Linked DNA regions of Mus musculus: all the other regions are linked to region 1. Evidence: chromatin contacts called from public HiChIP or PLAC-seq and promoter capture Hi-C data. All regions are on one chromosome and are shown on one strand. The core of a region is the stretch at or near the end of the contact, and the rest is flanking DNA. Distances in the headings are between cores, read along the strand shown. Region 1 holds the start of Prkaa2 (protein kinase, AMP-activated, alpha 2 catalytic subunit). Region 2 holds the start of Slc35d1 (solute carrier family 35 (UDP-glucuronic acid/UDP-N-acetylgalactosamine dual transporter), member D1). Region 3 holds the start of Dhcr24 (24-dehydrocholesterol reductase). Region 4 holds the start of Bsnd (barttin CLCNK type accessory beta subunit). Region 5 overlaps Usp24 (ubiquitin specific peptidase 24). Region 6 overlaps Usp24 (ubiquitin specific peptidase 24). Region 7 overlaps Gm52671 (a long non-coding RNA gene).

Evidence for each region. Promoter capture Hi-C pulls out the DNA fragments that hold promoters and counts their contacts. HiChIP or PLAC-seq counts read pairs in DNA pulled down with a chosen protein or histone mark.
Region 2: a promoter capture Hi-C map of hippocampal neurons shows a contact between it and region 1, with 3 times the contacts expected there. The contact joins the promoter of Slc35d1 here to the promoter of Prkaa2 in region 1. A contact is called at or near these places in 1 of 39 promoter capture datasets (hippocampal neurons) and 1 of 115 datasets of contacts at active chromatin or transcription factors (embryonic stem cells).
Region 3: a promoter capture Hi-C map of liver shows a contact between it and region 1, with 2.8 times the contacts expected there. The contact joins the promoter of Dhcr24 here to the promoter of Prkaa2 in region 1. A contact is called at or near these places in 8 of 39 promoter capture datasets (the C10 cell line, frontonasal cranial neural crest, hippocampal neurons and 4 more) and 2 of 115 datasets of contacts at active chromatin or transcription factors (astrocytes and pancreatic cancer cells).
Region 4: a contact with region 1 is called in a promoter capture Hi-C map of liver, with 4 times the contacts expected there. The contact joins the promoter of Bsnd here to the promoter of Prkaa2 in region 1. A contact is called at or near these places in 10 of 39 promoter capture datasets (the 3T3-L1 cell line, the C10 cell line, cranial neural crest and 6 more) and 1 of 115 datasets of contacts at active chromatin or transcription factors (embryonic forebrain).
Region 5: a contact with region 1 is called in a promoter capture Hi-C map of hippocampal neurons, with 7 times the contacts expected there. The contact joins the enhancer-like site here to the promoter of Prkaa2 in region 1. A contact is called at or near these places in 7 of 39 promoter capture datasets (the 3T3-L1 cell line, cranial neural crest, frontonasal cranial neural crest and 4 more), 1 of 15 datasets of contacts at CTCF or cohesin (the NIH/3T3 cell line), 3 of 115 datasets of contacts at active chromatin or transcription factors (embryonic forebrain, extraembryonic endoderm stem cells and stem cell-derived neural progenitor cells) and 2 of 9 other capture datasets (embryonic tail and embryonic trunk).
Region 6: an H3K27ac HiChIP or PLAC-seq map of trophoblast stem cells shows a contact between it and region 1, with 7 times the contacts expected there. The contact joins the enhancer-like site here to the promoter of Prkaa2 in region 1. A contact is called at or near these places in 13 of 39 promoter capture datasets (the 3T3-L1 cell line, 3T3-L1-derived adipocytes, the C10 cell line and 9 more), 2 of 115 datasets of contacts at active chromatin or transcription factors (embryonic forebrain and trophoblast stem cells) and 1 of 9 other capture datasets (embryonic tail).
Region 7: a contact with region 1 is called in an H3K4me3 HiChIP or PLAC-seq map of embryonic forebrain, with 8 times the contacts expected there. The contact joins the enhancer-like site here to the promoter of Prkaa2 in region 1. A contact is called at or near these places in 11 of 39 promoter capture datasets (the 3T3-L1 cell line, the C10 cell line, cranial neural crest and 7 more), 2 of 115 datasets of contacts at active chromatin or transcription factors (embryonic forebrain and large pre-B cells) and 4 of 9 other capture datasets (adipose tissue, embryonic stem cells, embryonic tail and 1 more).

Annotation. Positions count from the first base shown.
Region 1 is chr4:105,108,262-105,111,816 of GRCm38.p6, reverse strand. Prkaa2 (protein kinase, AMP-activated, alpha 2 catalytic subunit) reads left to right here and starts at 1,919. Exons shown (of 9, transcript NM_178143.2): 1 at 1,919-2,112. The coding sequence starts at 2,019. Gm36893 (a long non-coding RNA gene) reads right to left here and starts at 1,919. Exons shown (of 2, transcript XR_376484.4): 1 at 1,629-1,919.
Region 2 is chr4:103,213,500-103,217,054 of GRCm38.p6, reverse strand. It overlaps Slc35d1 (solute carrier family 35 (UDP-glucuronic acid/UDP-N-acetylgalactosamine dual transporter), member D1), which reads left to right and starts at 1,879. Exons shown (of 12, transcript NM_001356276.1): 1 at 1,879-2,391; 2 at 2,963-2,996; 3 at 3,098-3,184. The coding sequence starts at 2,189. Gm46864 (a long non-coding RNA gene) reads right to left here and starts at 2,112. Exons shown (of 3, transcript XR_001784379.1): 1 at 2,058-2,112.
Region 3 is chr4:106,559,144-106,562,698 of GRCm38.p6, reverse strand. It overlaps Dhcr24 (24-dehydrocholesterol reductase), which reads right to left and starts at 1,661. Exons shown (of 9, transcript NM_053272.2): 1 at 1,302-1,661. The coding sequence starts at 1,532.
Region 4 is chr4:106,490,387-106,493,941 of GRCm38.p6, reverse strand. It overlaps Bsnd (barttin CLCNK type accessory beta subunit), which reads left to right and starts at 1,699. Exons shown (of 4, transcript NM_080458.2): 1 at 1,699-2,077. The coding sequence starts at 1,901.
Region 5 is chr4:106,388,393-106,391,947 of GRCm38.p6, reverse strand. Usp24 (ubiquitin specific peptidase 24) reads right to left here. Exons shown (of 68, transcript NM_183225.2): 35 at 3,288-3,447; 36 at 1,600-1,755. Among named protein-coding and RNA genes, the nearest start is that of Gm40218, 66 kb to the right of the region's middle. Within about 2 kb of position 1,852, at least 21 of the 459 cell types and tissues checked have an H3K27ac peak or open chromatin away from gene starts, as enhancers often do. A contact at or near this core is called in hippocampal neurons, where this site is marked.
Region 6 is chr4:106,328,777-106,332,331 of GRCm38.p6, reverse strand. All of the region lies in intron 1 of Usp24 (ubiquitin specific peptidase 24), which reads right to left. Among named protein-coding and RNA genes, the nearest start is that of Gm40218, 6.1 kb to the right of the region's middle. Within about 2 kb of position 1,566, at least 45 of the 459 cell types and tissues checked have an H3K27ac peak or open chromatin away from gene starts, as enhancers often do. A contact at or near this core is called in liver and trophoblast stem cells, where this site is marked.
Region 7 is chr4:106,295,118-106,298,672 of GRCm38.p6, reverse strand. All of the region lies in intron 1 of Gm52671 (a long non-coding RNA gene), which reads left to right. Among named protein-coding and RNA genes, the nearest start is that of Gm52671, 4.7 kb to the left of the region's middle. Within about 2 kb of position 1,707, at least 29 of the 459 cell types and tissues checked have an H3K27ac peak or open chromatin away from gene starts, as enhancers often do. A contact at or near this core is called in adipose tissue, where this site is marked.

The sequences.
Region 1 (3,555 bases), core at 670-3,169:
CACGTTCGAGGCATGTGACTATGAAACTCTATCGGCATGCACAGTGTCACAGATGTTTGACTAACCTTTAATAATTTATCCCCAAACAGCAAATAATCCCTTTTCTTTGTGTTTCTAAATTATTTTTTTATGGGAAAAGCTGCAAGTATTTATGTTTTTTTTTTTTTAAGTATTTATGTTTTGAAGCACGTTTGTATGAGTGCAGGGAACTGCTAAATGGAAGTCACATGAGTCTTCATATTTCTGTATAGGAAGCAAATAATCTTCAGCTATGGCAAGGTCGGCTAACATTAAGTAAAGGGAGGGGAAGAGTGAGGGGAGCCGGGAGGAAGAGATTGCTTGCTCATAAGTGATTTGCCCACTGGTAACACTCTGGGCATGCTTTGGATTCCCTTTTATTATTATTATTATTATTTTTTACTTCCATCCTCAATACACTCATTTCTTTAATGTGTTTTTACATCATTTTGTTTCCCACAATTCTTTGATCCCTTCTGTGTTTTGTCTATGTTCTACATTTACCTGCACATGTAAATTATTTCCTATTTCTTTTAGTATTTCTCCCTTGTCCCGTATATAATGCATATCTACACACATGTATGCAAGTGCTGAAATATACTTAGGGCTGTGTCTATGATTTATTGGGAAATTTTGTTCAAATGAGTTAGAATTGAGAGTCCTGAAGAGAATGTCTTTTATCTCTATAACACGATTGTCTATATAACTGAATGAAGAAAAGAAATAAAAGGAGACCATAACTGCTCCTGGGTATGGTGGATGTGCTGGCTTGTCATATGGCAACTTGACACAAGGTCATCTGAAAGGAGGGAACCTCAACTGAGAAAATCCAGCTGTAAGGCTTAATTAGTGATTGGTGGGGAAGGGCCCATTGCGGGTGGTTCCATCCTTGCGCTGGTGGTCCTGGGGTCTGTAGGAAAACAGGCTGGACCAGCCCTGATGAGCCAACCAGTATGCAGCAACCCCTCCCCAACCCCCCATGGCCTCCGCATCAGCTCTTGCCTCCAGGTTCCATGCATTGAGTTCCTGTCCTGACTTCCTTCAATGATGAACAGTGCGGTGGAGGTGTAAAAAATAAACCCTGCCCTCCCCAACTTGCTTTCTGGTTATGGTGTTTTATCGCAACAATAAAAGCTTTAACTAACACAATGAGGAAGGCCTGTTATAGATAAAATGAACATACAGGCAGAAGCAGAGGCAGAGACACATGGTCAGACTCAGCAGGGCCATGTGAGGAGAGAGAGGGAGGGAGAGCAAGAGAGGAGCCAAGCCTAAGAGGGGTGGGTGGCCTGGGCTAAGAAACTGGCACAGCCAAAATGGCTGAATTATCTAGGGATCAGAGGACCTGAGGGAAGGGGCAGCTCAGTCCCCGGGCTGGAGAGTTCAGGGTAGGGGTCAGGGTATGCCAGGCAGGAGGACCCTATACCAGGTGGGGACTAAGGGATGCTGAGAGAACCAGCGTCACGTCACCTTTGCTATGTTAATGCTAGGCGTCTCCGTTGGCAGTTTGTCTGGGGGTTGAGACCTAACAATAACACGACCAGGAACTACAAAACAATGGGACGCCATCTGAAGAGGGTACGGACTAGAACGTTCCCAGACAAACAAACCTTGGCTAGGGGGAGCGTGCCAGGGGCTAGGGGCGGGCCGCCCTCTCCAGCGCCTTGCCCTCTGGTCCCGAGGCATGGCTCACGGTCTACACCCCGTCACCCCCACTTCTCCTCAGATTCTCCTTCCATCTCGGTCGCGCTCAGATTCATCCCTTCCATCTTCACCGCCCTGGGCTTTTCTCGGGACGCCTCGGCTCTGCTCCCCCAGCCTGCGTCCACACGCGCCGGGCTGCGCTCTCCCCACCGCGCCCCGGGCGTCCCCGTCCCGCCCCCCGGGCCCGCTGCACTGTGGGTAGGCGGCGGCGGCGGCGGTGGCGGCGGTAGCGGCGGCGGCAGCGGTAGCGGCGGCGGCGCTCAGAGCCCGCGGCAGGGGGAGCCCGTGCGCCGAACATGGCTGAGAAGCAGAAGCACGACGGGCGGGTGAAGATCGGACACTACGTCCTGGGGGACACCCTGGGCGTCGGCACCTTCGGCAAAGTGAAGAGTGAGTGCAGCGGCGCGGGCGGGCGGGCAGGCGCGAGCGAGGCCGGGTGGCAGGTGGAGCGCTCGCGGGCGAGCCCGGGGCACAAGCACCTGGAGCCGCAGCCCGGGCGTGGGTCCGGGGGGACCAGCGGTTATGGGGTGTGCCTTGGCGGGGGGTGCCTCCGAGCGCCCTGTCTTTTCTCTATGCCTCAGCTCGCTTGTCTGCAGAATTGGGCGATTGGCCCAGTCCGAAGGGCCCCGAAGCGTGGGGAGGATGGGGGAGTCACGGCGCCCGCCGCGAATTGGGAGGGGGTCTCCCACTGGTGCCAAGTGCTCTGCGTGGAGCCTCATCTGTGGTCACACTTAATCCTTAACGTGGCACCGGCCGGGTGCGGTCCTCACCTTAAAGGTGAGAGAACTCGAGCTCCAAGGCTTCAGAGACACGCCCAAGGTCACAGAGAATTGGCAGATTCAGGGTGAGGTCTAAGATGTCCTCCAATTTTGGCCTTGCTGATGAGGTCCCTGCCTTTCCCAGATTCTTCCCTGTCCCAGTCCTTTGATGGTGGAGTTGACCAGGGGCATGCCCATAGCAGAGAGGTGCCAAGTCCCTCTGCTGGGTGTGTGAAAACGCTGGAATGCAGCGGGTTGGACAGAGAATTTAGGAGAACCCCTAGCTCTGTAGGTTGATTGGTTCAAGGAAGGATTCTGTGGTCAGGGTCTGGGAGAAAATGTTGCTTGGTGATCGACTTTGGGTCCCCAAGAGGTCAGACTTGCTTAGGCAAGGGGTATGTTTGTTGGTGAAGGGACTGCTTTGGGGGTTTTGGAAAAAAACTGGTTGCTTTTGAAATGTCACACTGCACTAAACTAGTTAAGTATTAAACTTTGCTTTGCTTTCTTATTAGTTAATAAGAGTCACATGGGGTTTGATTACCCGTCCTTTTAACAGAACTACAGCTCTTGTTAAAAAAAATACTTGGTAGCAAGTTGGGAATTAAAAGTGAAACATTAGCCTTTTGTTGTTGTTGAATAAATATCGGGTAAGCAGTCTGGGGATTTTATGCTGAGGCTTATTTTCTACATTTTAACCTCCAGTGAAGGTTTGAATAGAAGGGAGAGACTCCTCATTCCTGCGAGGATTAACTCCTCTTGGTGTATCTAATACCGGTTTGTACAACTAGAAAACACTGAATGCTCTCACCACATGCGGGGAACTGTTCTGGGCAACGGAGTTCTAGGAAAGAGCAAAACCTGAGCTCTCCTGGGACTTACTCGCTATGAGGGAAAGACAATCAGAATACATGTGAAAAGTATATGGCCCCCTCCTATTGAGAAAGGAGAACAGGGGAAGGAAGGATGGAGCCTTTTGTGAGGTTGGCAGATTATATTAAGGTGCCACGTGGCCTCACGGAGTGGGTATTTTTGTAAAGACCTAAAATGTTTGTAAAATTCTTTGAAGTCTTGTGAA
Region 2 (3,555 bases), core at 630-3,129, 1.9 Mb after region 1:
ATATGGTTTTAGGCAGAGAAAAACATTGTTTCCTAGCCCCATAATTTTACATTTATTTCCATTTTGGGTAACTTGGATACATGGGAACAACCGTCAATGTGACTGAATCAGGAAGACAGGCCTTTAGCACAGAGCTCATGCTGCAGACACCAGCCTTCAGTTAGCACTTGCCCTCCTTTGTCCTTCTGTCTCTTCGGCTGTCCATAAGGCCCATGCTGTCCATGGACAGTGGTTTTCACCTCTCCAGGACCAGTGATCAAGGCACCATCTTAGAATCAGAGGGCTTAGGCCTTAACAGAGACACCCGATGGGGCGGTGCTTTTTGATTTTGCATTTCTTATTCTCCAAAACCATCCAGAATGTTTGTTCTCTATAAATGGTCCAGTCACGGGCAATATGTAATGGTAGCACGGACAGAGTAAGACATTCTCTAAAAGCAGTGCACGGGATGGGAAGGGCACAGAGGGAGAGGTCACTTTTTATAAGGCATGAAGGGGATCTCTGGAGACAGGCTCCCCAGAAAACAGGCACCGTTTTGCCCAATATAGAAGGAAAAGTAATAATTCAAGAAGAGATGAGGGAGGGGCATTGTGAAATGGAAGTGAAGAAAGAGAGATGTGAGCCTTGTTGTTGATTTAGCTACAACTCAGGAAAGGGGAAAAGCCAGGCATCTGGAGGTGCGGGCAAAGGAGGTTACCAACAGTCAAGGATGCCATGCTGGCTGCCAGGAATTCCAGTTCTGAGACACGGTACAGGGTGCATGTACCTTGAACACATTGTGTAACTGGCCTAAGCCAGTCACGGATGGGTAAATACTGTGCGATTGCTCATCTGTGTGATATACAGAATAGTCAGATTCACAGAGATTGACAGCACAACACAGGTTACTTGGTTTTGAGGAGGGGAGTAGAGAACAGGAAATGATTGCTTCGTTCCCACAAGAGTTTCCATCTGACACGGTGAATGTTTTGGGGAGGGTGCCTGGTGAGAGTTGCACATCCAAGGATTAAAACAATAAACTGATATTTTTACCACAGTTTAAAAAAAAAAAAAAAGACACTTAAGAAGATGGGAAGTTTGGGGGAATAATTCAAAACTTTCTAAAAGTAGGAATGTAACGTCCTTGCTTCAACAGGTATTCTTTGCTTGTGTGACTGCACTGTGTCAAGAAAACAGAACTGGCTTTACACAACAGAGGTCGTGAGATGAAGGTGCAGAGACCATCGAATCTGCCTAAGAGCACAGGGAATGTTTCAAACAGTCCTAAAACCGGAACAAAGCTTTAGGCTCCAAACACCTTGCACTTTTTACTATTCCAGGAGCGGCTTATTGCAACACTTTCCTCATCCTTGCCTTTTCTGGATATACCAGCTAAAACAAACAAGCAAAAAACAACAAAAAGAATTTCAGAAGCATGAGAGGTCTCACTTTGCAGAATGAAATCTTTGTTTACTGTTGAATCATGTTTGATACTTTGTGTGACCTTTGACCCCTCGGCAAGTGAGGCCAAAAAAAGAGCTTTCGGGATAACTGAGGATGCAACAGGGGCATCACTTCTCTGCCAGCCACACGTTAGAAAGGAGGGAGGTACTTCTAGGCCTGCAGCCCAGCTCCCGCAAAACCCCCATGCTCCCCGCAGGGGGACCCAGCGCGCCTTCGTGCGCAGGCGCAACTCTGTGCTCGCCAGCCCGGCTCAGTGGTCCCCCAGCAGTGTCCCGGCTGCTCCCGGAGCCCATGCCGGGTCCCCAGCCCCGCCGAGCCAGCCCCGGCCCTTCCCTGACCCCGCGAGGCACCATGCCAGGGCAAAGTCCCCGAGGGTGTGAACCCCAGTGTCCCAACCCCTGGGCGGGGACGGGCGGCGGCAGTGCGGGGAGCTGTGGGCAGCACAACCCGCGAAGCCCTGCCGCGAGCCGCCGGGTCCTTCCCGAGCCTCCGCCGCCACGCTAGGCCCGCAATCGCGGAGCCCCGGAGCTCAGGGCCCGCGCCCCGCACCGCCAGGCCCGCTCCCGCAGCCGGGGTCCCGCCACGCCAGGCCCGCGCTCCTCCGCGCCCCGCACCGCCAAGCCCGCTCGGCACCGCGCTCCGCACCGCCAGGCCCAGACCCCCGCCGCCGCGCCGCTCCGCCGCCCCGCTCGCTCGCAGGCCCGTTGCGGCAGCCACCGCCACCGCCGCCGGCGCCACCGCCGCCATGGCGGAAGTCCACAGACGTCAGCATGCTCCGGTTAAAGGAGAAGCCCCCGCGAAATCCTCCACACACAGAGATGAGGAGGAGCTGGGGATGGCGCCGGCCGAAACGCTAACGGTGTTCCTGAAGCTGCTGGCCGCCGGTTTCTACGGCGTGAGCTCCTTCCTCATCGTGGTGGTCAACAAGAGCGTGCTCACCAACTACAGGTGGCCGGGCTGGCGGGCGGCGGCTGCGGCGCGGCGGGCAGGGACGGGGGTTCGAGCCCACCCGGGGATACCCTCGGCCACGCTCCCCGCCGCACTGGCCAGGGCTGGGGGTGAAGGGGGAAGGCACAACGAGGCCGGTGCCCAGGGACTAGCGACCCGCGCGGCTGACAGCCCCGGGACCGGCGCGGCCGCACGCCCACGCGCCGTCGCCGCTGTCACTGAGACTCCGGGGCAGAAGTTTGTATGTGTGTGTCTTGTGTTTCCCCTCAAGAGTCATTTAAAAGATTTAAAACCGTTGACGAGGTCTCCGCGGCTTAACTTTCTGGAAAAATCCGTTGCAGGAAGCTGAAGGGAATTGTAAAAAAAAACAGGACAAGACCAGACAAGTGGTCGCCCTAGGCTACAAAATCTAAGATTTTTTTTTTAATTTTTTGTTTTTTATTGGAGGGGCAGGCATCGCTGTGGGTTGAATCAGAACGCATTTTAAGGCTGACAGTGTGGGAGTTGAATTCCCTGTGCTCTGAGGACGTTCTGGCCGTTTTTAACCCCCTTTTCTTTACCCCTTTTGTAGATTTCCATCCTCGCTATGTGTTGGACTTGGCCAGGTTAGTTGGAATCTCGGGCATCCCGTGGTCTGTGTTGTCAGAAGTTCTGTGTGTGTCTTTCTATGCAGAACAGTGCATCTGTGTGTGTTCTCTGTTTGCAGATGGTGGCCACGGTAGCGGTTCTCTGGGTGGGAAAGACACTCAGAGTAGTCAAGTTTCCTGACTTCGACAGAAATGTACCTCGAAAGGTAAACAAACGTGAGAAAGAAGGGATACTTTATTTTATAAAAAGGAGCCATTCTGTGGCTTAAGGGCGGAAAAAAAAATCAGCGTCTTGAATATTTAAAAATGCAGTCTAGCTCCCACCCTAGTCTCCGAGTGCATATAGCAAAGCTAGAGAAAACAGGCCACAGGGCACCCAAGACGACAACGTCTCTGGAAGATGAAGATAGAAAATCCTTCTCTTCATTAAGGAGTTTCTGGGAACAGATCTGCCCACTCTAGCCACGATCTTCTGCTTCCTTTATTCCCTATTTATTTATTTATTGGAGGTGGTGGTGTTGGGAGTGTTTTCTTTCATATTCTTTTCTATGATTCTGTGAGACTCCATGTGATGCCG
Region 3 (3,555 bases), core at 412-2,911, 1.5 Mb before region 1:
GAGGGGGTTGAGAGTTCAGGCTCTTACCGAAGCCAATGTTGACTGCCTGCCTTATTTATCGGTTGTGCTGTCTTGGGCACATGACTCACACTTTGAACCTCATTTTAGTAAAACTGGTACTAGACACCAGGAGGCCGTGGACTGTAAACTGCACACACGAGTGGCACAGGTATGGCGTGTAGGGCCCCATTGTTCCTTGCGCATCCTTCCATTTAGTTTAGGTTAACAACCTCTCACTAATACACTCTTGCCCCAAGGGGAGCCGTCAGGTAACAGTCCTGTCTTCTGGTGCTCACAGGACATCCAGCAGGTAAATAAATGGCAAATAGAACCTGCAGACAGACCCAAGGAAAATGGTGCAGGTGGGGGTGGAGGTGCAAAGTGATTCTGATCGATGCACCCTCTGCATCTCCTCTCCCTGGGTAAGGTCTTCTGGTCTGGAGGTCACTCTGCCTGGCACCTGCAGGCTAAGCCTGTGGTGCTCAGTCTGCAGCATACAGCAAGAAGTAAATAGAACAAGAGGGTGGTTGCCATGCGGGCAGCGGCAGGAAGCAGACGCTCTCTGAAGCCTGATGCAAGTTAGAGAGGAATATAAGGAGGGCAAAGGGAGCCCATGCTAACCCTGGATGAGGGGGAAGACGCTTCACTGTGAAGAGAAGTCTTAGCCTTGGTGCCGGCTGGCCTATATGAACTCCTCATCTACTTACTGGGACGACTACATCTGGATGCAGAATCTGCTGCACATTACACGGAATTGGGGGCTGATCCTGCCTTTTAATCTCTCTTTAAACCTCCATTGTAAAAGGATCCGAAGCACCTCGGACCGCAAAACAAACTTTCACCTCTTTCCTGCATAAGGCTCCTCTCCAAACTGACTTTCTAACCTTTTTCCTCTCATGACTGTGCTCCTCAGCTTCCTACTTCTGCTCAGCCAATCTCTCCACTTGGATCTCCCCCCTCCCCATTTCCCAGAACCACCTTCCAGAGGCCATTCCTCCTTTGGAATGTGGGGGGCCTGAGTTACCTGACTGTTGCGCACTTCCCGAGGGTTTAGGGTCCCTCGTTTTCTAGGCACTGCGCATGCCCTGCACCTAGCAGACACTTTATAAACCTAGGGTTAGGGTTCTGTTTGTTGCCCCGGTGCTTTTGCTGCTTCCGTTTCATCCTTGGACAGTCCCTTCCCCCATCACACGCCAGGTCCTTTGCGATCCCCACTCCCACGCCCATTCCTCCGGCCCCACACGCCCCCGTCGCCCAGAGAACCGCTACCCCGGCGCACAGCCGCGCCCCGCGCCGCTCACCTGTTTCTGGATGTCCCGCACGCGCTGCTCGTGCAGGCGCGGCGCACTGCTCAGCTTGAACACCACCCAGGCGCGCACGTAGTAGTAGATATCGAAGATGAGCGAGAGCGGCAGCAAGAAGAGGCACACGAACACCCAGCGCTGGTGGATGAGAACGAACTCCAACCCCTTCACTCGCACCCAGAGCAGAAAGAGCAGCGCGCACACGGCCAGCGACACGGCGGGCTCCATGGTGTCGCGGCGCACCGCGCGGAAGGGTGCGGGCTCGCGCCGCCCGTCTCCTTCGCCCGCTCCGCGCTCCGCCGGCTCAGCGCCTGCCGCCACCGCCCCGGGAGCCTGTAAGTCGGGCCCGCCGCCTCGCGATTGGCTTGGGTCGCCAAGGTTCGGTGGGCCGAGACCCAGGCGGCGACCAATGGTGAGCCGCGCCGGGGATCGGACCAGGGAGCCGCTGCGTTCATTGGCTGCGGGAACCGGGATGCTCCACCCTCTTCTAGTCGGCGTGCGAGGAGGGGCTGACCTGGGCTGGGGGCGCTGGTAGGGTCGGCAAGCGGCGGGCTTGGCGGGGTTTAGGGCTCTCGCTCTGGAGGCAGCGGGACCACCCTTGATCTCCTCCTTGGGTGGTGCCTCCCGTGGACACACGTCAAGCAGTTGTGCATTGGGTTACCTCCCCAGGGTGGGAGGCGCTCCAGACAACCACCCTGCAACCCTGGCAGGAGAGCCTCTGGCCTTGACCGGGGCAGGTCATGACACTCTGTAGGCACATGGCCAGGAGGGGGAATCCTTTCAATTTTCAGGGCGTTTACCATAAATGCATTTGAACTACCCCCCTTAGCAGTTCTGGGCCGTGGGTAGCTGGGACCCCCATTTTAAAATACGCGATGGTGAATTCCACCTGTCGAGTAATTTTAAAAAGCACAGAGGCGTTGATGGCATTCTTCCATGCTGAACCCAAAGTGGATGGAGGCTTGGAGACAGGAAGAAAGAGCTTCAAGGCGGCATGGCAGCCCTAGATTAAGAGTAAGAACCCAGCACATGGCCCCGGCCTTGCGGAGCAACCAGGCCAGGCTGCGGAACAACCTCTGACCTCGCCAGAAGCTTGAGTCCGGTGGTATTTGCACTTTCCCTGAACAGGAGGAAGCTCTGAAGATTTTTCAAACCTCCCAGGGCCTTGTCTGCTTCACGTGTCTTTCCTTCCCCCCCCCCCCCCCCTTCCACCTTTGTCCGGACACGGACTCGGGCACTCCATTCTGCCATCCTTTATAGCGCCACCTTCCACCTTCGGTGAATCTGTCCCTAGAAGGCTCTTTCCCCATTGTATCACCGAGGTAAAGCACTACACAGCCTAGAGATTCGCGAGGTGCCACTTCTAAAGCCAAGTTTATGTACTTCTTTCAGAGGCTCACAGTTCTTTCCATTTTTATATAATTGTCCCTTTATGTGTCTCTCCCTCCTACAGATGGAGCTTTAGGGCAAACAACACCTTGTTATTACAGCACTTTTGAATTTCCAATTTGTGGCATAATGACTAGGGCATTGTAAGGCACACCGTTGTTGACCAAAGGATAAGTGAAGAATGTATGTGGGAGTTCAAATATCCAATAGAAATCAAAGTTCAAAGTGAGAGGTTGTTTACCCTCAGCTTCCAAAGGGAGGAGTCCAGACTGGAACCGACCGTCCTACCCAGCTATGACAGCTACTGATAGAGCTGTCAGTAGCTTACACAAATTGAAATGTCCTTTAAGTGTAAAACACATGTTCATAATATTCATATTGACTTTGGTCAAAATGATTACATTATCTTGGGTTAATAGTAAAATTTTTATTTCTTGGTGTGCATGTATATGTGTATGTGTAGACATAACTGTGACCTCGAACACTCCTGTTTGTGCAAGGGAGGACATGTGTGCTTATGTGTGTATACAAAAGTTCAATGTCCACCCTCCTTTTTGAAACAGTGACTTTCAAAGAACCTGGAGCTTGCTAGACTGGCAGGCCAGTAATTCCTAAGGGATCCACTTTTTTTGTTTGTTTGTTTGTTTCGTTTTTTTTAAAATTTCCTTCCCAGTGCTATTGCAGGTGTTCACTGACATACCAAACTTTGGAAATAATTTTTCACAGTTTTTGTGTGTATGTGTATGCTTATGTGTGTTCATGTGTGCCATTTGAATACAGAAGCGTGTGAAGCTCGGAAGAGGGCAGTGGATTCCCTAGAGTGGGAGTTACAGACAACTGAGAGCCACCATGACGGTCCTAG
Region 4 (3,555 bases), core at 450-2,949, 1.4 Mb before region 1:
CTCAGTTTCCTTATCTGGGAAGTGGGTGTGGGTCTGGGTGCACAGAGGCAGCACCCAGAGGATGTGACAGCACTGTGCCAGACACACAAGGCCACCAGGGGGCACAAGAAGCTTCTGTGAATGTGGCAGAGGTCCATCCCCTCTGTATGTTCAGCACTGACTCTCCGGAGCATGTCTAGGTGGCTCTGGGACTCCTTGGTTTAGGATGGGACTCTCCTAGATTACTCTGTTCCCATGGCATCCTCTGGTCTCCAAGCCTCTTTAAGAAGATCGTAATGGCTCCCTTAGAGGTTCCTTGCCAGTCACAACTTCAAATGACTTTTCCTCCATTATGTCACTGTACCAAAAGGGGAGGTGGCCTAAGGTCCACTTCACAATCCACAGGCGACAAAGTTTAAGTCCATAACCTAACTTCATCCCAGGGGTGAGGCTGGAGGTGACCAGAGACATGGCATCTGGGCAGTTTTCTCAGAGTGGCTGTTCCCAGTTCCTGAGGCACTCTACAAACTGAAGTGGAGGGGACAGAGGTGGGAGACAGTGATGGGAAGGGACCCCAGTGAGCAGGCATGCTGGCAGAGGTACATGAGTGGCAGATGGGGCAGGGAGGAACATGTAGGGCCCATTCAGAAAAGCTTTGAATGCAGGGACTCAGGGAGCTCACTGACGGCCGTGCCATTCACCTGTGAGCTCTCCCACTGCCTTGCTCTGGGTACCTGTGGTGATTCAGGATCTCTGCAGTGTTAGCTATGGAAGCCAATCTGACTTTCCCCATCAGCCACCTCAGAACTAGAAACCCTTCTCTAGACAGTCATTCTTATGATAAAGATGGCTTTCCAGGTTGGGGACCAGGGACAAGTGAAGTAGATGTCTGTCAGTCAGTCAGCCAGTTGGTCAGTTAATCTGCAGGGGCACCAGTTCACTTCAGCCCCTGTGACACACGCACGCACGCACGCACGCACGCACGCACGCACGCACGCACGCACTGCTGGGCTGTGTGTGAAATACAAAGGTGATAGGGGAGAGAGAGCCTAGAGTGAGCTCTGGTTCTGGCTACTGTCCCCCCCTCCTCACTCCCTTATAGAGGAGCACAGTAAGCCAGCTGCTGAGCCTGCACTACACAGCCGCAGACACAGATCCAAGACCATCCTGGGCTTGGCTGCTCGAGCCTGGCCCTGTGTTCACCTATGTTGTGGTTGACTAGGGTCACGCTAGTGAGACACACAGCCTCTCGGCTCTGGTCCCAGTTGCTCTGTGACTTTGGGCAGGCTACCTGTCTATGCCTGCGTCCTCATTTGTGAAACGGGAATGTGGCACCTGTCTCCTTAGTTGAACAGAATGGAGACATATCTAGGATGGTGACCATTTAGTAGGTACGGATATTTCTGTTGAGCCTAGATGATCAGGTGTCCTTGAGAAGGTGTCTTTAGGTGTCTATGCTGTCAGGCTGTGGCTTCTGAAAGCCACCGTGGCCCCACCCATGCCTCCCAGAGATGGGAGGTGCAAAGCCTGTCTGGCCTCCCTCTCCACAGTAAGCAAATGAGGTGATGTCAAAGCCATGACTGGCCCAGCCCCTGTGACTTCCCCCGCCTCCCTCCCCACCTCTGTCCCATGTTCAGAGCTACAATCACCAAACAGCTGGGCCCACAGGGGAGGAGAGTGGCAGGAAGAAAGTTAGATGGCTGGGACCTTGGGCCCACTGAAGCGTGTCACCTGCCCTGCTGGGCTCAGGGCTGAGAGCTGGGCCTGTGGAGTTTGCTCCTTGCTCTGTGCATCATCACCTTGGTTCTCAGCCATCTCCTGGAGCATCCTTCCTTGAGAGCCTGCTCAGCGTTTGAGGAGGATTGCGGGCAGTCCCCTGCTGGTGTGCTGATCAGCTAGCTACCAGGGCTGGTTAGCCACCATGGCTGATGAGAAGACCTTCCGAATCGGCTTCATCGTGCTGGGCCTCTTCCTGCTATCCCTGGGTACATTCCTTATGAGCCACGATCGACCCCAGGTCTACGGCACCTTCTATGCCATGGGCAGCGTCATGGTGATCGGGGGTGTCATCTGGAGCATGTGCCAATGCTATCCTAAGGTAGGGGGGCTGGGAAGGGGGCAGAAGGACAGGTGGCTCTCATGGTCCCCGGCATCAACCCCTGGCCTCCAGCTGCTGTGTTCTTTCCATTTGGACTCCCTATATTCTCTCTGCTCTGGGGAACATCCTTTTGCTTATCCATTCATCTCTCATTGTGGCTGATAAGAAGCCGTATGTCTGGACCTGGAGCCACCACAGGGACACAATGGGATCTATGCACTGGCCCTGTTTGATCAGAGCCAGAATCCACAGCTCACCCCAACCACGTCCCAAGCGCTCTGTGTTTCCTGGAGTCCCCTTCTCTCCTACAGACCCTATGCTACAGGGTTGGAGCTTGCTTTAAAATGCAGTGGTGAGCCCTGGGTTCTCTGTTTCATGTCTCCAGCTGCTGAGAGCTCTGCTGTGCTGGATCTTCCTGAGACTCAGTACTTTCATCTGTAAAACGCCACACACACACACACACACACACACACACACACACACACACACACACTACCCGTCTCAGCTCCGAATAGCCCTGTGGTAACCCAGGTATGATGTGTGGAGGACGGGGAAGGGCATATTTGCAACTGTAGTGTTGTGTTTAGTTAAACAACGTCTGCTGCTGTGATTATTCTTGATCTTTACACAGCCCTGAGGAGTGAACATTTCAGGTGCTGTAGAACTTTAATGCTCAGAGAGGTGGAGTGAACATCACAATGTCACACAGCTAGTTAGAGACACTCAGGGATATAGGGAGAGCAACAGGGGTCTAACTTGTGGTCTGCCTCTGAGAGCCTGGGAGACTGAGCCACTTTTTTTCTGAACCTCAGCTTCCTCAGCTGCACAATGTGGGTCGGGAGGATGGTGTGGGAAAGGGGGACGGACATTCAAAGTCCCAGTGAACCTTGATATTAACAGCCCTGTCCTTTCAGCCTCCTCCACCCCTCCCTACTTGGGAGGTGTGAGTACCCAGAAGGAGTTCTAAGAATTGGGGCCAGGTCCTAGCCTCTCCCAGTCCTGCCGCCTCTGTAGCCAGCCCTGGGCTGTCATGTCACTTATATCTGGAGCTTAGGCAGTCAGAACTGGTTTGGAGCCATTTATAAAGCAGTTTACAGTCAACTCTCCTCTGTGCGCTCAATGTCCTGAGCAGAGGTCACTGAGAGAAGAGGGCCGTGAGGCCAGAGCCACTATATCCCCACCCAGGGAGGGGGTGTTTGTTGAAAAGACAGCATCCTTCCTAAGGAGGGGATTGGGTAACAGCAGGGTGGCTGGTAGGGGGTAGGGCTGGTTATTAATGAGCAGCTGTTGAAGGCTCCTGTGCTGTGTGGGGAGATGGTATGGTGGTGGAAACCACACCTCCTAGTGTCCCTCAGACCCCAATTCAAGTCCCTGTGCCCTGTGCCAAGTCTGTGACCTTGGCCGAGTGGGCCCCCATGTGGGGCATGGCCAAGTGGAAGGAAGCAAAGGGTGCTGTGGGGGTGGGAGGGGTGCTGGTC
Region 5 (3,555 bases), core at 603-3,102, 1.3 Mb before region 1:
AAAGATATTTCATAATGATTTTAACTTCCCATATAAAAATCCTCAAATTCATTTGTTCTCAGAAAATTTGTGCAGGTATTACTTTAATTAATTATAAGTTGGAACTATTAATGTCTAATTTCTATGTTTATCTTGATAATTTTAACTTCTGACTTATACAATTAGTTTGGATGTTATAGAAAGCACACCATGTCCATCAGATCTTTATCTGTGGTAGATTGAAATGAGTAATTACAGCTAAGACTAGACAATTAGTACAATTCCCAGTACGGAAGTTACTTTGCTTCTGACTATTTCCTGAGTTTCCTGCACATTACAAAGTGTTTGGGGGCTGCAGATCCAGCAGGGGACGCAATGAACAAGTCTCTGGCTTAGTGGAGCTCAGCGCAGTTGGAGGAGAGGGGATGATGGCAGTATCATGAAAAGTGACTGTACTGTACAGACGGCTGTGAAAACAAATGATGTTGAAAAGTGAGGGAAGGGTTTGGGTTGTGTGAGGGCATGGGGAAGGCTTAGGCTTTGGGGAAGATGGTCAGGGAAAGTCTAACCAGGGTGTTCTGTGTGCAGAGACTTGAGGAAAGAGGGACAGCCAGTGTAAAGGACCTGGGGCAGTAATCTATCTATGTACTGAGGAAATAGCAAAGAGGCCAGGAAGGAGGGAGAAACAGAATCACTGCTCTATTGCATTGTGTTGGGTTTGGGGACTTAGTAAAGAGTTGGGTTTTACTGTGGATAAGCAGAGAAGCCTGGGAGTTCTGAAGAAGGAGCATGCCTGAGGAATAAACTGGAAGCACAGGAGAAGGGAGAGAAATTAGGTCAGCAGTGATTGGTTCAATCCAATTAAGAGGTGGAGGCAGTGTGCACGCATGAAAGGGGTACAAACAGGTGGAGTCTAGACTCTGAAGGAGGCCACGCTCACATAACAGAAGCAGAGACAGTAAAACGTCATAGTTACTCAAGGTTCTTAGGCAGAGCATGCAGGAAGCTGGAACTGCTCTGCTCAGAAATTGGTAGAACTTCTGAGTGTTATGGGCAAGATCACGTTAGGTTTGAGATAGCTCAAGTAGGGTGATGAGGAGGGTGTCCAGACTGAAGACTCACACTAACATGGAGGGTAACAGTGTCACGTGGATTTAAGGCTGTGAAAATGGATGGAATCACCAAGAACAAGAGAAGACAGAGCAAAGATATTGAGGAACTAAGGCCCAGCATCTCCACCCACTAGAAGTCATTAGCAAAGATTACAGAGCCAGACCTAGCAATATATAACTCTGGCAGGATTTACTTACTATAAACTAGTAACCAGGGCGATTCAATTCCTTAGTTACAATTATCTCCAATAGAGCAGACATGGCACCCTGTAACACCTGATGTAGAATTGTATGTGTGGACATGGATGTGTATGTACACAAAAGGCTCAGCAAACACTCAAACATTCCTTCAGAATTAAGCACTCTAGCACTGTTTTCTCCTGTTCTCCATCCTCACTCTCTCTATCCCTTCTCTCATCAAAAGGAGCTTTTTATAAAGCAATGCCAGCTCTTAACTGAAACCTGGCTTTCTCTGAAAGAAATGAATTACTAATAAGCCGCCTCCTACCCAGTTGCTGACTCCGAAGCTGCAGGCACGTAACAAGAAGAGACAAAGCCTCTCCAGCAATCAGGGCATCTTTGGTGGACACAGACTGCTGCCGGACGCAGATCCCAGCATGCAGGGCTGCTGGCTCTCCTTCACTGCTAGAGCTGCAATTGCTTCCTGAAAGCAGGGAACACAGTTTACTATGGCTCCTAGGAGCATGCAGTATTGTAATGTAAGACCCACAGTCCTTGTGCAACAGTAAATACTGCAACAAAGCGTTGCCAGGGAACAGGAGATGTCATCTCCCTATTTGATACACACCAGCTGCTTTGTCTTAAACACATTTGCAGGGACTCAAAATGTTTTCACATGACAAAGCTCCTTTCAGGTGGGAGAATGCCTTGTGTCTTATAAGATGATCTCAACAGACTACATGGACACAAGAATACTAAAATATAACTTACTTAATATTTCTGTATATTCTGTCATAATTAAAAAATATTATTACACTGGGTGTAGTGGCACACACCTTCAATCCCAGCACTGGGGAAGCAGGGTAGACAGTTTGAGGTCACCCTAGTCTATAGAGCAAGCACCTGGACAGCCAAGGCGATAGCGAGACCCTATCCCAAAAAACCCAAACCAAGCTAAACTTGAAAAACCTTTTACTATCGATGTATTTATAAACATATAGAGCAGGAAGAACTAATAAAGCCAAGTAATAAAGCTACATGAAAAGGCCCAACAGAAAATAAGTTAACAGGGCTAGAGGTGGAGACAGGCACATTCCTAGGGCTTGCTCAGTCAGCCCAGCCTGATGGGTGATTTCTATGTCCTCGAGAGACCCTATCTCAAAACAGCTGCTCTCACCCCAAACCAGAGAGAGAACAAAAATATCTGAAGAACACTAATCTTATATTGGTCTTTAGCTCACACATATGCTATGCATGGCGCCCCCCCCCCCCAAGCAACTCTCTGTAGTTGGGGCATGGAGCTGTGCCAAACCAAGAAGAGCTGTTTACCCTGCTAGACTTCTGGGAAATTCATGTTTCAGCCAGAAATTATAGTTGTAACACCTTTACACTCAGCAAAGCTAAGATGGCAGGACTTGACATCTGCACTTATTCCATGTGCTAATAAATGCCCTTTTTCTTAAGTAAGGTGCCAAGACTCATGCATTTTTTAATCATGTTCAAAAACAAGAGGAAATGGGTGTGGTGGCGCACGCCTTTAATCCCAGCACTCGGGAGGCAGAGGCAGGCAGATTTCTGAGTTTGAGACCAGCCTGGTCTACAGAGTGTTCCAGGACAGCCAGGGCTACACAGAGAAACCCTGTCTCTCAAAAAAAAACAAAAAAAACAAACAAACAAACAAACAAAAAAAACCCAAGAGGAAAAGTTTCTTTTTATAATCTGACAAATCTGCACATGGATTATTCTTACAGCTAATTCTTGCCCAATGTTCTATTATTGTCCTTTTTGCTATGGAGATTTTTCTACATGGACATTGTATTTATGTCACTTCTACCTCCCATAAACCCTCCCCCCTCAAATTTATGGCCTCGTCCTCTTTAATTATTATTGTTATAAATACACACACACATGTATGCATATGTATACAGGCACACACACACATACACACACACACACTAAAGGGGAACATACTGCTCTGCGTTTACTTAAAAGCACAGTCCCACTTTAAATCAGTACCTGAGCTGCTGAGTCTACTTCTGATCCCAGCAGGAAACAGAGAATTGCTTTCTTTAATTGGCTGGCTACTTCCGACAAGGTCAAGCCGTCCTGCAGCTGCAGCCCATGACAGTCTCATGAAACAAGCTACGGTGGCAGTGAAATCACTTGCTTCCATAGTCTAAGGAGGCATGGAAAGGGTATTGTGAGAAAGACATGCTGGCTTCTCTGACGGGGGCCTCGGGGTACAACCCTCCCCTCCTAGATCTCAAAGGACTGCCCTTCTCAC
Region 6 (3,555 bases), core at 317-2,816, 1.2 Mb before region 1:
TATAGACAACAAAAGGACAGTTTAAAAGTGAAGGAAGGGCTGGAGAGATGGCTCAGTGGTTAAGAGTACCGACTGCTCTTCCGAAGGTCCTGAGTTCAAATCCCAGCAACCACATGGTGGCTCACAACCATCTGTAATGAGATCTGATGCCCTCTTCTGGTGTGTCTGAAGACAACTACAGTGTACTTAGATATAATAATAAATCAATCTTTTAAAAAAAAAAAAAGTGAAGGAAACGCCAGGCATGGTGGTGCATGCCTTTAATCCCAGCACTCAGGAGGCAGAGACAGGTGGATTTCTGCGTTTGAGGCCAGCCTGGTCTAAAAATGAGTTCCAGGACAACCTAGGCTATACAGAGAAACCCTATTTCGAAAATCCAAAAATCCAGAAATCCATCCCCCCACTCCCCAAAAAAATGAAGGAAACAAATCTGAAACAGTTTGTAAACCAGGCTACCAACTGGCCCAGGATTGTACAGCTTATTTCCAAGTACTCAGTACCCATACTGACTGCATACACTCAGGCAGGGCTCAGGAGTGCTAACGTGATAGGCTGACACAGCACCTGGGGAAGTGACAGCAACTGCTTGGCATCCTTCTCCTCCTGAAGCCCAGCAGCCTTCACTAACTTACAAGGAATTACAGACAGAAAGAAGAAAGCAAAGGAAGGAGGTAGCTCCATAGTAACTTTGACCTTCTAACCCAAACAATATTTAACAAAGGGAATCATGTTGACTAAAGACAGAAACTTTGTGAGGAAGGGTATATTTAAGATGGCCTACAGTCAAATACTTCCTCATGTTACAAAGAAATACATGGCTGTGCAGTCGGCTGTAGTTCTCAAGAGGCTACAGCAGGAGGATTGCTGCAAACTGAAGGCCAGCCTGGCCTACAGAAACCGTCTCTCAAATAAAGTTGAGTGTAATGGTGCAGGCTTTAATCCCAGTACTTGGGAGGCTTGGGCAGGAAGATTATTGTACACCTGAGGCCAGCCTGAGCCACAGAGCAAGGCCCTGCCTGAGAGAAAGAGAGAGAATGAACATTTTTAAAAGTAGACATGCTGGGCGGTGGTGGCACACGCCTTTAATCCCAACATTTGGGAGGCAGAGGCAGGTGGATTTCTGAGTTCGAGGCCAGCCTGGTCTACAAAGTGAGTTCCAGGACAGCCAGGACTATACAGAGAAACCCTGCCTCGAAAAACCAAAAAAACAAAAACAAAACAAACCAACCAAACAAACAAACAAACAAAAAACAGTAAACATTGTCCACCCAAAAATGCAAGAGGACAATTTTTTTTTGATTTTGATAATGAGCCAAAAGTCACTATCCTCTAAGTGACAAGATTTGACATACCAAGATCTATATGGTCCCTTCCAACCCTGAGACAAATCTTCTATTTTAATCCCTAAAGTTATAACATGAAACTTTATTTGCTGGAACAAGGAAAAGAACAGCAGAAACCAGTCGGCTGTGGAGACGGTTTCTGCTTTGTAAGGATATCTGGCTATGTAGCCTTGATACTTCTCTCCAGATTGTTGTCACTATGCACTGGGGGAAGGAGAAGCAAGGTTGCATCATTTCTGACCTTCAACCCTTAGTGAATGCTTGGAATTCCTTTACTACAGACCTGTTCTAGATGTTAACCAAATAAAGCTCAGAGTGATGAGAAGCAAAGAGGACTTGCTTGCCATCCACTACCGATGCGTGTGGGCCTCTCTGCGCACACACATTGTAAACTATTGATTGATGGTACAAAGGAATATACTTGGCCAGCATCATTTCAGTAGGAATTGAGTGCTAGCTACTCACCCAATACATCACATTCTGTCAAAAACAAACAACAGTTGTTCCTGTGTGTAAGACTGAAGCAGCGATGATCTGTTGCTACTATAATTCAACAGAACATTTCAAAATGAGGCATGAACCGTGAGAAGTAAATCACACAAATGAAAATAACACTGTCAATTTATTACTTTGGTTAGCATTTCAACATAAAACATACCACAAAAGTCAAAATAGGAATAGTAAGCCAGAGCCCAACTGTAAGTGGCCTCTGCAAAGGCTTTCCTTCACAGGGCTGCTAGGCCTCTCCAGCAAGACTTCCAAACAGCCCCAACACCCATCCAGATCTAAAGGACTCTGCTGTGTTATCAAGGACTTTTGAGATAGAAGATTAGTTCCTATGCAGGTGGCTTACACCTCTAGTCCAGCACCTGGGAAGGTAGGTAGGTGGATGGCCACAATATGAGAACCCATCTTTAAGAAAAACAGAACAAAACAAAACCAACCAACCAAACAAACAAACAAACAAAAACCAAACAGGCCATGGCCCTGCGCTCTGGGAGACAGGTGCAGGTAGATCTCTGAGTTCAAAATCACCAGGGTCTATACAGGTCTGTCAGGGCTACAGAGTAAGCCCTGTGTATGTAAAAAATAAACTGCTTTGTTTTTTTTTTTTTAGATTTATGCTTTTAGGAAAAAAATAAATAAATGGCACTATTCTTAAGAGACAGTAGTTGAGAAAATACCAACCCATGGATATTAAACATTCAACAAATAAGTAAATAAAAATTCTGTACATGGCAATAAAAATTTTTCCCTTAAAATTTTTTGAGTCCTGGCAATGGATACCACTGTAGATAAATTATATCACAAAAAATTCTAAGGCACTATCCAAATTCTTTTGATAAATCTATATTTCTTCATACTTAACTCAGAATCTTAAAGTCTCCAGCTTCTAAAAATCAAATATAGTTTATTACATTTTGAACATAAAAAAATCTACTAGGCTCAAGGCTATAATAAAGAAGTGTGATGGTTAATTCTATGGTCAACTTAATTGGATTAAGAAATGTCGGGCTGGTGAGATGGCTCAGTGGGTAAGAGCACCCGACTGCTCTTCCAAAGGTCCGAAGTTCAAATCCCAGCAACCACATGGTGGCTCACAACCACCCGTAATGAGATCTGATGCCCTCTTCTGGTGGCTCACAACCACCCGTAATGAGATCTGATGCCCTCTTCTGGTGCGTCTGAAGACAGCTACAGTGTACTTACATGTAATAAATAAATAAATAAATAAATAAATGTGTTAAAAAAAAAAAAAAAAAAAAAGAAATGTCTAGGGCACAAGGGAAGCTTAGCTTTGTGTTTGTGATGCTAGAGGCTAAACTAAAAAGAGAACCTGGCCTGGATATGGGTAACAACACCCCTGGCTGGGGTCTGCCGCTGAAAACAAAACCAGGAGGAAAGCAACTCTGTCCTTTCTCTGCTTCCTGATTTGTTCAGATAAAGAGCTGTGGGGTCCCTCTCCCCGGTACCCCCCCCATCCCTGTTGCCATGCCTCCCATACATGACAGACCATAGTCTCCAAACTTGAGACAAAATAAATCCTTCCTCCTTTAAGCTGCCTTTGGCAGGTCTCCATCACAGCAATGACAAAAGTACCAAGAGAGGACTATGTCCAACTTCCTCATCCTTGTATCAGCTGTTCTCAGTACCGACCTCAGGGCCAGCATACACAGAAAAGTTCTTGACGAAAACTGGCCAATCTGAATGG
Region 7 (3,555 bases), core at 458-2,957, 1.2 Mb before region 1:
GTTCTGTTGACCGTTTCCAGCAGTGGTGCATGCAGAGACCTCCTTGGCTTTTTGCCTTCTGCAGTGGTCTTGGTTCTTCTTATTCTATTGCTTTCTAGTAGTCTGAGCTCTTTGCTTCTTCTCACCGTTTTCACTCTTCTGAAGTCCTCAATAGTCTCCATCATCCACCCCAGCCACTCTACGGAGGTCTTTGACTGCTGGGCGATTCTTAACTGCTGCACGAGCCAAGACCTTAAAACCCCAGGAATCTGTTACCATCAGGCTGCACCCTGCTCTGAGTTCTTCCTTATTGTGTAAAACGGTGGTCTTTCAGGTAATGCTTTGCCATGGGAGACTCCGTTTCGCAAGCCTTTTCCCACCTCTGTCTTGAAGGTGGAAGATGATTGTATGCCTGGTGGACTGGCAAACAGGACCATCTGTCTGTGTATCAGGGTAAATGGAGACTTTAGAGCCACGCAAGCATGTTAAGAGTCACATCAGGGCAATCAGGCCCAAGAACTTACTGGGCATGCCAGACTGAGTGAAGGCTATAACTCCTCAATGGAACCCCACAAAGCAGTAGATACTTAGCATTGTGATTCCTGGCCACACTGACCTGTCATCCAACACTCTGTGTGTGTGTGTGTGTGTGTGTGTGTGTGTGTGTGTGTGTGTGTGTGTGTGTGTGAAGGACTGACAGAGAACTCTTGACTCTCCCCAGAGCTTCAGTGTTCCTCGATCCCCTCCTGTATGATGTGGTCTACTGGACTGCTATCTGTCCATCTTCCTACTTGTCCATCTTGACTGAATTTGTGTTTTCTGCTCTGAACCCAGATCTGCCCCTTCGTTTCTGAAGCTGACTACATCTTCCTTCTCAACCCTGAGTTTTCTTCTTCCCTACATCTGGCTTGGGTCTGTTAAGTCATCAATACACTTCTGTCCGCCCTCTTGTGAAACCTCTGGAAGTCTGCTATTGCCTCTTTAACTTATACTCATTCTGTAACTCACATAAAGATAGATAGATAGATAGATAGATAGATAGATAGATAGATAGATAGACAGACAGACAGACAGAGACATTTTCCAAGTGCTGTGTGATATGAGTTAATACTAGTAATTCATATTGGAATAAAAGAACCCACACTTGCCTTAGCCATGTTAGAGTAGATAAGATCATCTGGAAAGATTCTTAGTGATTTATTTTTATTATTTTTAACAGTGTGTATTCACAAGTGTCTGTGTGTAGGTATTGGCTTCAACAGAGGCCAGAGTCATCAGACCTTTCTGTATCTGGAGTTACAGGTAGTTGTGAGCTACCTAATATGCCTGTTGAGAATTGAACTTTGCTCCTCTGCAAGAGCAATGCATATTCTGAACCATCTCTCCAGCCTATGAATTAGTTTTTATTTAATAAATTCTGACACTGTGGGAAACCACAAATGTCTTTATTTATGTCCCCAGCATAGCGTGCCCAAGACAAGTCCCTGCAGGTTTATGGCTTGGGAGTCACTTTCCAGCTGCTTCCAGCTGCTGCTGCTGGGTAGCTAGGGTGGGAAGCCTGTGGTTTTCTTCGAGTAACCAGCTCAACTAGCTCCTACCCATGACAAAGACCACAGGGAAACAATAAAAGACAGTCAGGAAGAAGTTTTTAATGGGACCAACTGTTGTAGCACTTGTGGGCAGTACATAGGAGGGGAACCCTCCAGAATCACCCAGATAGAGTAAAAACCTGCCAGCTTATCAAGACAAAAAAAGAACACAGTTTCCTTGTAAACAGCTTCTAGTTCTGTCATCAACAGCTTCAAGCTCCACCAACCACGACCTTTTTGCTAAGTCAGTGAGTTGCTCTTCCTGAGTGTGACCAGCTGCAGTTTGGTGGGGTGTGCCCTCTGGGGTTCACGGAGACTTGTCGTGGCTAAAGGGCAGCTGTGACTAGAGCAGAGCCCCAAAGCTGAAGCTGCAGCTTCTTCACTGTGATGGTTTCAGGCTACTTTCTTTGCAAAGAGGAGTTTGCTCAGAGGGACTGTTGTAGAGCGTTCGAAGAAGCCAGGCTGTTGTGACGATAATCCAGCCAGTTTGCCCAAGCAATGGTGCTGGATTGATAGCTCTCCACTTGTGTTTTCTTGAGGCAAGAGTCAAGGGCGGGGTCTACCAGCTGCTAGTCAAGAGGCCCCTGGCTGACTCTGAACAGCTTTGTGAATTTAAAATACCAAAGGGTGGTTATAATGAAGGCCTAGCAGGACATCAACATTCTCAGTGGTACTTACCAGCACATAAATCCTTCCCAGATACCCTTACAGAGAGCTGGGTCTCTGAGATCTGTCTTGGTATTACTATCCCTACTCAATAGATGAGTTTGGGACCCTGGTTGCCTGTGGTCAAAGTTGAACAGAAACTTAATTAAAGAAAAAGGACTGGAAAGATAGCTAAGTAGTTAGGAGAACTGACTGCTCTTCTAGAGGACCCAGGTTTGATTCCCAGAACTCATGAGGCGGCTCACAACTGTCTGTAACTCCAGTTTCTTCTGGCTTCCTCGGGCACCAGGCACATAAGTGCTGCACAAACACACATTCAAGTAAAACCACCCATATACATGAAAGAGGGAGGGGGGCCATGTTTTATTCGTGTAACTGGGAAGTTTAGAAACATTGAAAGCAACAGTTCCTTTCCTTCTCTCTGCTTCCACGTTTCTGAAGTCCATTCATCCCCTTTACAGACAAACCTCCTTAGAGACTGAGAGCACCACTACACAGTTTCTATCCATTCCTCCACGCAGCAGCCAGAAGGGAAAGGCTTGCTCTTGCCTGCCTCACTCACCAAAATCGGGGGAGGGTTTGTGATGGCCCAGCAAGTCTAGCCCCAGCCATTCACATCCATCACTTGGACAATGATTCCCAGTGATGTGAAAGTCTGATGTAAGTTTCAAGTCTCAGGTTACACAGTAAGTTAAATAAAAAAAAAAAAAAGAGTCTAGAGGCTCCAAACCCTATTTAATTTTGTCTGTAGTTTATTGACTCAAAAAGCTATAGCTTCCACCCTTGAGGAAGTAATAGTCTGGTAGGACATTTGGAAAGCCCTCCCTGTGGGAGGGTGGGTGAAGGTTACAAGAACTCAGCAGAGGGGGAGATCACGCGAAGAGCATATCTTAGTCTTTGAGGTTTATGAGAATCTTTAAAAATCTGCTGAACCTCATGGGTTCTTTTCTAAACGCACATGCGCACACATCACACACACACACACACACACACACACACACACACACACACACACCATGTTTTAAATTTAAAGGGGTTCATTGTTACTTCTCCAAAGCATGTAAGACTTCAGGCTAAAAGGCGCTGTTCTGAAAATAAACTTAGCTAGAAGAACCTGGATACCTGGATCCTAAGATCTAACCCTGCTGTAGAATTTTGGTACCAGCAGCTACATGGCCAGTCTCAGATGAGAACCTCCCTGTGCCAGTCAGCAAGGAGGGTCTGGGCAGCCCAAACTGTGTGGTGCAAGGACGTGCTAAAGAAACCGAAGCTTCCTTGGAGCACACTTTGGAAGGTGCTAACTCACAAAGGCTGAAGTGGG